Linked DNA regions of Sus scrofa: region 1 is linked to region 2. Evidence: chromatin contacts called from public HiChIP or PLAC-seq data. All regions are on one chromosome and are shown on one strand. Each heading gives the region's core, a stretch centred on a gene start, on an enhancer-like site or on the middle of the called end of the contact. The rest is flanking DNA. Distances are from core to core; before and after follow the strand shown.

Region 1 (3,893 bases), core at 685-3,184, 250 kb before region 2:
TTAAAATGGTTCTTGGTGATTTTTTTTTAGCCAAAGCTTTTTGTTTATATATTCTTTCAGCGAAAGTTTATTTTTCAGATTGTTTAGCAGAGAGTTTGGAAATAAGCTTTTTTACTTGAACGTCACTCCTATGATGATTATGATAGACTCCTTTTTATTTCGCATGCATGTTGTACGTATTTATAGAAAAGGTTGTATCCTCATATTTTCATGTGATATTTGTGATATCATGTGATACCTTTATTGCTTTAGCGTTCTCGAACTTGCACAGTTACGGTTACAGAACATTCATTTTACTATACTTTAATTAAAATGTAATTATTGTTGACCACTGTGGATTGAACTGTGCCCCCCCCATTTCTTTTGAAACCTTAACTTTCATCTCCACCCCATCCCATCCCCTGCCTCCATGACTATAGGAGGTGACTATGGTTAAAGGAGGTCGTGAGGGTGAATCTTGATCCCATGGAACGGGTGCCCTCACAGGAAGTCTTTCTCTGCCACATGAGAACAGGGAGAAGGAGGCTCTCATGGGACATTGATAAGACAGAGACACAATGTCTGGGGAGTTTATTAGTTCGGCATATTCATTTATTTTGAAATGGGAGAGTTGTGAGGATTGGGGTGCAGTGGGCCGAAAGCCCGATGAGAAGGGGAGGTTGAAGATGGGGAGGGGTTGGGTAAATGACGGGAGCGCTCCCTAAGGAGGTGGGCTGGATGCCTTGGGCTCCAGAGCTCTGGTGGAAGGTTAGCTTTGGGCAGGAAGAGGGACATCCGTCCTCCATGCTGCCAGGAAGGAGGTAAGAGCAGGCGGGCGGTTGTTGATCACTGAGAAGGAGGAAACCCAGGGTGTCTGACCTAATAACCTCTCTTTTGTTTCTGTGGAGGTGATGTCATTTGCTGAGCGGAGGGGAGAATAGAAAGCTTGAAGAAAGTCATGGAAGCTTGGAATTGTTTCTGCGGGATGTGAGCCGGGGACCTCGATGGGAGGCCCTAAAAAAGACTGGTGGCCACTGATGGGAGACTGTGTGTTTGCAGAGTCCTCAGTCCACACGGTTGGGGCTTTTTAGAGGAGAGACCTTTGGGTGGTTGGGATGTGAGAGTAAAGAGGTAGAGCCTTAGGTTGGTTTAGGGAAGGACAGGCCTGCAAGACAGTTGAGAGGTTAGGCAAAGGAGTGGGTAAGGCTGGGTGATCAGATCCTTAGTCACAGTAGACAAGAAGTAAAACTTAGGAATGGTTAATGGATCAGGAACAAAAACAGAGAGGGGGCCAGGGAAACCCGGAGGCCTCAACATGTTTAAGATCGAGTCAGACTTACTCATTCACTTACTCAACTTGTGGAACATTTATCTTCCAGACACTGTTCCCTGGTGGTACCTGGATCAGAGCAGTAATCAAAACAAAGTCCATACCCTAGTAGAGCTCACTTCCAGTGGGGAGGTAGACAGCAAACATAGATACATAATTTCAGATGAGAAGAAAATGCTGAAGAATGAAGAAGCATCAGAGGCTAGAGAGTGATGGTGTGAAGAGGAAGAAAGGGCCTCTGAGCAGACTTGAGCATAGCCAGAGCCCAGCGGTGCCTGTGGGTCAGGAGCCAGCAGGGTCAGAGCCCTGGGCAGGGAAAGGGAGCAGGCATGAGGAGGAGAGAGGTGACTTAGCAGGGGCCTGGTCCGTCCAGACTGCAGTAAGTATTTAGGATTTTATTCAGGCATCCTGGGAAAGACCCCCATCCATCACAGGAATGACTATCTACTTTCTGCTGTTCACCTTCAGTGCTTTGTGGGAAGTGATTGGCAGTGGGAGGCAAGGAATCTGGGGAGCCAGAAGGATGAGAGACTGGTCCACAAGCAGCCTTTTGGAGTTGGAGATCACAGCAGCCCGGTGCCTCTAGGGGAAGGATCCCGAGGCTGCTCCTTTAAGCAGACGCACCCACTCCACAATAGGCATTCCTGTCAGTGGATAAAGGCCTGACCCTGACCCTGACCCTTGGCCAAGACCGCACCCTTCCTGTTTTTGACTCTGGTCCCCACCAGCTTCATTATTCATTCTCCCCTTTTGTCCTCACCTGGTCGTCCAGATCGGCTGCACATTGTTGTCTGCCTGGCCTAGACTTCCTCTAGAATTAGCTTTTCAGATCTTTGTGTCGCCATCTGATTTCGGTCTTCAGAAAACATCCTTGGAGGCCTAGTGCTCTGCCTGTGTACGGCGCTTCTCTGACCCCCCAAAGCAACCCTGAGATGCCTCCAGAAAATGCCTAGCCTCCCTGCTCACGGTGTGGAAAAGCCCTGTCTTGAACTATGATGCTGCCTCTTGTAGGGAGCGGGCCAGGCCATCTTCTGGATCACCTCGGATCACACCCTCCTGGTTCAGCTGGGCTTCATAATTCTTAGGCACCTCTAGCCGAAGGGAGCCTGGGGACCTTCAGTTAGAAGGTGGCGTGTTGAGGGTACTGGGAACTGGAGACAGGCATGGTGTCTCTCCCCCAGTTTAGTTTTCCTTGCTGGCTGTTACTTCATTTACTAAATTTGCACAGTAAAGATGGATGTATTTCTAATAATAAGCCATGAGTTCTGCCTTTCCTTCTCAACAAGTTCTTTTATCAATCCTAGTTAAGAATATTCAGTGTTTTTTTTGGTTTTTTTTAATAACAAAAGAACATGGATATGTTTAATTTCAAATGTAGCATTAGTGAGAACTCATGAAGAGAGAAAACATCATTTAGAGTTTTCCTGGGCCACTCAGGGCTGGGCCTTCTGACTTCTGGGCATTATCGGGTCCTGTGCTCTACATTACAAATGCTTTGATAGACCAGGTTAGAACTCCCTTTTTAAGTTGGTGGATTTGTAGGTCTCTGTTTTTGGCTTTGTGGGTTTTGCTTAAGATTTTTATTTTTTCTATCATAGTTGATATACAATGTTCTGTCTTTATGTTTAATGGAACTATTACGACATTTTTATTTAGCACAGAGTAGGAACTGGCCAGAATAGAGACTTCGAACTTTCAGATTTTTCTGATTAAAGGTAAAAATAGGAGAATTTCCTCCTCTAGTCAAGTTTTACTTTGACAAGTGTCATTAAAGTGAGCATTGCTGATTACAAAAAGGGTTGATAAGAAGCAAATGAGGGCTTACTAAGGTCAATACTCACAGCAAGGTCGTCCCAGGCCACAAATTAATTTGGCACTTTGGATCTTTTTAAAAAACAGAATATTACTTTCATTAAAATCTGTAATGTTTCTTCTGAGTTGAGGGTGGATCTTTAAGCATTAAGATGAAACATGTCTTTCTTTGGGCAGTTTGCTATCAAGAATTTGACTTAGGGCTAAGGATTTTGCATAATACCTCCAAATTATAAGACTAATGAGGACAAGGATTTGGTTGTGCACACATGCATCCTAAGCTGGGGGTCAAGCATGGTACCTGTTACGTAACACGTCAAAACTATTTTTCAAGTGAATGCATAAACCATCTTTGCTGGAACTTGGAAATAATATTGTCTCTGAATATACCAAAATCAGTGAACAGAGGGAGACTTCCTGGACGATCTGTCCCAATGTTGATATCAATATATGGCCTCTTAAATTAATAAAAACAGGAGCACTTACTCTTGACTCTGCCAGTTGTCAAGTCTGTTTAATCAGAGAACATGCCAGTTCTATCTGTAAAATGGGGATAGCAACACAGCATATGTTTATTTAGTGCAAGTAGCTGCACTAAGATGAGATGAGATACAGAGTGGGAGAAAATACATGAAAATTATGTATGTGATAATGTACGTGTACTCAAAATTTATACAGAACTCTTACAACTCAGTAATAAAAGGGACACATAACCCAGTTAAAAAATGGGCAAGGGATCCGAGTAGACATTTATCCAAAGAAGACTTATAAC
Region 2 (3,624 bases), core at 31-2,530:
GGATCTGGCCTTGCTGCAACAGCGGCATAGGTTGCAACTGTGGCTCAGATCTGATCCCACGCCCAGGAACTCCATATGCTGCAGGGTGGCCAAAAAGAAGAAGAAGAAGAAGAAAAAAAAAAGATTTGCCTAAGTGGGGGGTCTGTCACATCATTTTCTTGTCCTGCCATCCCTCCGAGCACTGTCTCTAGACTCAGGGGCCTTGGAAGCCACAGGCTGCCCTTCAGGCGCCATGCTGCAGGCACAATTAATTTTCTAAAGCTGTCATGTCTCAGGAGCCCTCGACCTTTGAAAGATGCTGCTCCCTGGAGGAGAGATCGCAGCCTGGTCTTTGGGGGGGCCCCCACTTCAAGGTGCCAAGTGGCTCTAGCTCCTGATATCTGCAATGAGTGAGGTTGGAGGGTGACCTGCCAGCCCGCCCAGCCACCACCCCAGGTCTCTCCCTTGCCCTTCCTCAATACACAATTCCAGCTTCAGGATGACCAGTGGGCAATGCCATGCAAAACCAGACCCAGGCGGGGGCTTCCCCGGAGCCGGTGCAAACCCCGTGGACCTTGGCACCGCCTGGGATGCTGGCTCCTGGGGGAAGCAGGGCTTCCTGGTCTCCCTCTCCCTCCTGGCCGGCCTGCAGTTTCCTTCCTCTGGTTTTGTCATCTCGGTTCACTGCCAGGCACTTTCCATTGTCTGTGACTTCATCATGGACACAAGGCTCCGTCAGTTCAGCGAGTGAAGACGGAGCCAAATAGTTTCTGATGGACCTCATCCTCCCTCCAGTGGGCTCTGGGCAGCTGGCACACAAGACGGCTTCTTCCCCCCACCCCTCACCCATGTGTGAAGCCTTGGCTCCCTGCGGGCCTGGGGCCCCCTCTGCCGGCAGCCGGCCTGCATGGCACCCAGGGAGAGGCCTGGGAAGGGGTGGCCTTTGGGGCATCTTACCTAGGGAAGCTCAGAGAGCCAACAAGCATTTCTTTTGCCTCCTAAAATCACCAATGACTGGAGCAAAAGACAGATTTGGTCCAGCTGGTCATGCTTAACTGGGGGTCACTTGCTTTCCTAGGGTGAACCACCACCACTTCGGGTATGTGTGTGTGTGTATACAAGTTCAGATCATTGTCAGCGTGGTGCAGCGGTCTGGCCGCAATGCTGGGCACAGCATCCCACGATGCTCCTGTGGGCTTTCTTGTTCTAGGTCAATTTTCTGTTTGCTTCTTCACCCAGAGATCTTCCTGCTCACAGCAACTGGACAGGTTTCTGAGTCAACGTGGGAGTCTCTGAATGAGTCAGGGAGTGGGGTGGAGCCCTGAGGGAGAAAGGTCTGGAAATTAGGGCAAAATCAGAAGGCCTGTATCTTACAGCCCCTGGGGCCGGTCGCCAGGTTCTCTCCAAAGTGGCACGCAGCCTGGGACCTCCCCCCAGACCCCTGCCTCCCCTGCCTGCCCTGTGTGACCCACCCCCACCAGCCGGAGCTTCTGGCACCTTCCTGAACACACAGGAGGTTGATAGTCTACCAGGTGGACGGCAGTAGGCACCAGGCAGGCCATGCAGAGTAAAAATAGACCAGTGACCCCCCCCCCCCCCCCCGCAACACACACGGGTTGTTTTCTCCGGTGTCTCCCTGGCCGGATTTCCTGGGGAGTGGGAGTGTGAAAGCCCTGAGCATTTGTCACTTGCCTCAGGAAATCCTGGCTCCCCAGATGGCAGGGAGGACAAGCACCTCTGCAACGTCCGCCTCGGAGCTGGAGCCGGGCAGAGGCTCGTCAGAGGCCGGGGCTTGTCGTCCGGGGGTGGGGGGTGCTGGGGGGAGGGGCAGCGGCCTCTGGGGCCACTGGCCCATCTTAGGGGACGTGGTCAGCCATCACTTCAGAGCAGAGGGTGGCTCAGGGCCACTGACCAGCCTGGTGGGCGCTGGGTCTGCAGGTGCCACACGGCCCACCTGTTCCTCACCGCCTTCCTGTGATCCTTGCCCGCGTTTGCATCCCAACCTTCTTTCTCCCCCAGCCCGGCTCGTCTGTGGCCATCGATGCCAGGCCACTTGTCAGGACTCTGTGGGAGCCAGGGGAGGCCCTCCTGGGGGTCACGGGTGTGTGTGTGTGTGGGGGGGGGCTGTTGTTCTAGATGGATCTTCCCACACTGGCTGGGCGTGTGGGTCCCTTCGGCCCCACCCCCATGGGGACCAGCATTGCTGGGCCCCTGGAGCCTAACTCCTCCTGGGTCCCAACTCTGCTGACAGCTCCCTGGGGCCTGTATTCTATCCCCTTCCCCACCACAGGCCCCTCTCTTCTCCTGCCCCTCGTGGTCCCCTCTGGGCCTCTGGCTCTTATTCCCTCAGTGGCCACCCCTCCCATGGTCTTCCCTCTGTACAGTGGGACGTGAGCATGGCCTTGTCTGATGTAGGTCCTCGTTTGATGACAAGAGACCCTCACCTCAAATGCCCCCTTTATTGAATTCCCAGACACGTCAGTCCCAGACTCTGTCCCCGGGACCATGCTCCTCACCAGCGCTTTGTCAAACTACCCGCCTCCATGGGTCTAAACTAGGGGTGATGTGACCCCCTCAGGGGACAGCTGGCGACGTCTGGAGACCTTTTGGGTGCTTACAAGCGGGACAGTGCTGCTGGCCTGTTGGGTGGAGGCCAGGGCTGCTGCTGCTGAACCTCCCCGAATGCACATGGTGCCACCCCCCCCACCACCCCAGCAGAGGAGTATCTGACCCCAAATATCAGGAGTGACAAATAGTGAGAAGCCTGCCTTGAGTCTCCTCACTGGGGGCAGGTGATCCTCACAAATTGCCCAGGAGGGTGTGTGAAGGCAGATGGAAACCTGGAGTTCCCGTCATGGCTCAGTGGTAATGAACCTGACTAGTATCCATGAGGATGCAGGTTCCATCCCTGGCCTCTCTCAGTGGTTAAAGATCTGGCATTGCTGTGAGCTGTGGTGAAGGTCACAGATGCAGCTGGATCTGGTGTTGCTGTGGCTGTGGTGTAAACTGGCAGCTGCAGCTCCAATTCAGCCCTTAGCCCTGGAACCTCTGTATGCCACAGGTGCACCCCAAAAAGACAAAAAACAAACAAAAAACAGTAACGTTTTTTACATTCTGCTCTCTGTGCCCTTTGGCCAGTATTTCCTTCTGTGACACAGGGATGGTGGGTGGTGACGGCCAGCATCCCATTGCTTGTCATGGAGGATGCCCTGGATCCTTGTGGAAACCCAGCTGCATAGGGACCAGCGTGGACTCTCCTTTTTGGAAGATTAAATGGATGCCTAGAGGCACCAGGGAGGAGGCCGAGGGTGCCCACTCGTGGTGGAACTGGAATTTGCAAGCTCACCTGCTCACCTGGTCGCATCCCCTCGAGACAGTGTTTGCGAGAGCATCTGAAGACAGGAACAACGCTGCGAAGGCGATTGTGGTTCCCTAGCTGTGGCCCACCTGTGCCCCTGCCTCCCCTATCACCACACTGGGCTTGCTGCTGAGACTCAGTAAATACCCATAGGTGACTTCAAGGTGAGTTACTCTGGTGACTCAGAGAGGCTGTTGTGTGGCCAAGGGTATCACTAGACCTTGGAAAGTTCTAGATGCTGGGAAGCGTCTTTGTGGCTCCAGGGGTGTCTGGGACCTCGTGAGTAA

Evidence for each region. HiChIP or PLAC-seq counts read pairs in DNA pulled down with a chosen protein or histone mark.
Region 1: a contact with region 2 is called in an H3K27ac HiChIP or PLAC-seq map of skeletal muscle. The contact joins two enhancer-like sites. A contact is called at or near these places in 2 of 47 Hi-C or Micro-C datasets (embryonic fibroblasts and omental adipose tissue) and 1 of 2 datasets of contacts at active chromatin or transcription factors (skeletal muscle).

The regions. Positions count from the first base shown.
Region 1 is chr10:41,752,787-41,756,679 of Sscrofa11.1, reverse strand. All of the region lies in intron 10 of ZNF438 (zinc finger protein 438), which reads left to right. Among named protein-coding and RNA genes, the nearest start is that of ZEB1, 260 kb to the left of the region's middle. Within about 2 kb of position 1,934, at least 14 of the 83 cell types and tissues checked have an H3K27ac peak or open chromatin away from gene starts, as enhancers often do. A contact at or near this core is called in skeletal muscle, where this site is marked.
Region 2 is chr10:41,499,002-41,502,625 of Sscrofa11.1, reverse strand. No RefSeq gene overlaps it. Among named protein-coding and RNA genes, the nearest start is that of SVIL, 320 kb to the right of the region's middle. Within about 2 kb of position 1,280, at least 32 of the 83 cell types and tissues checked have an H3K27ac peak or open chromatin away from gene starts, as enhancers often do. A contact at or near this core is called in skeletal muscle, where this site is marked.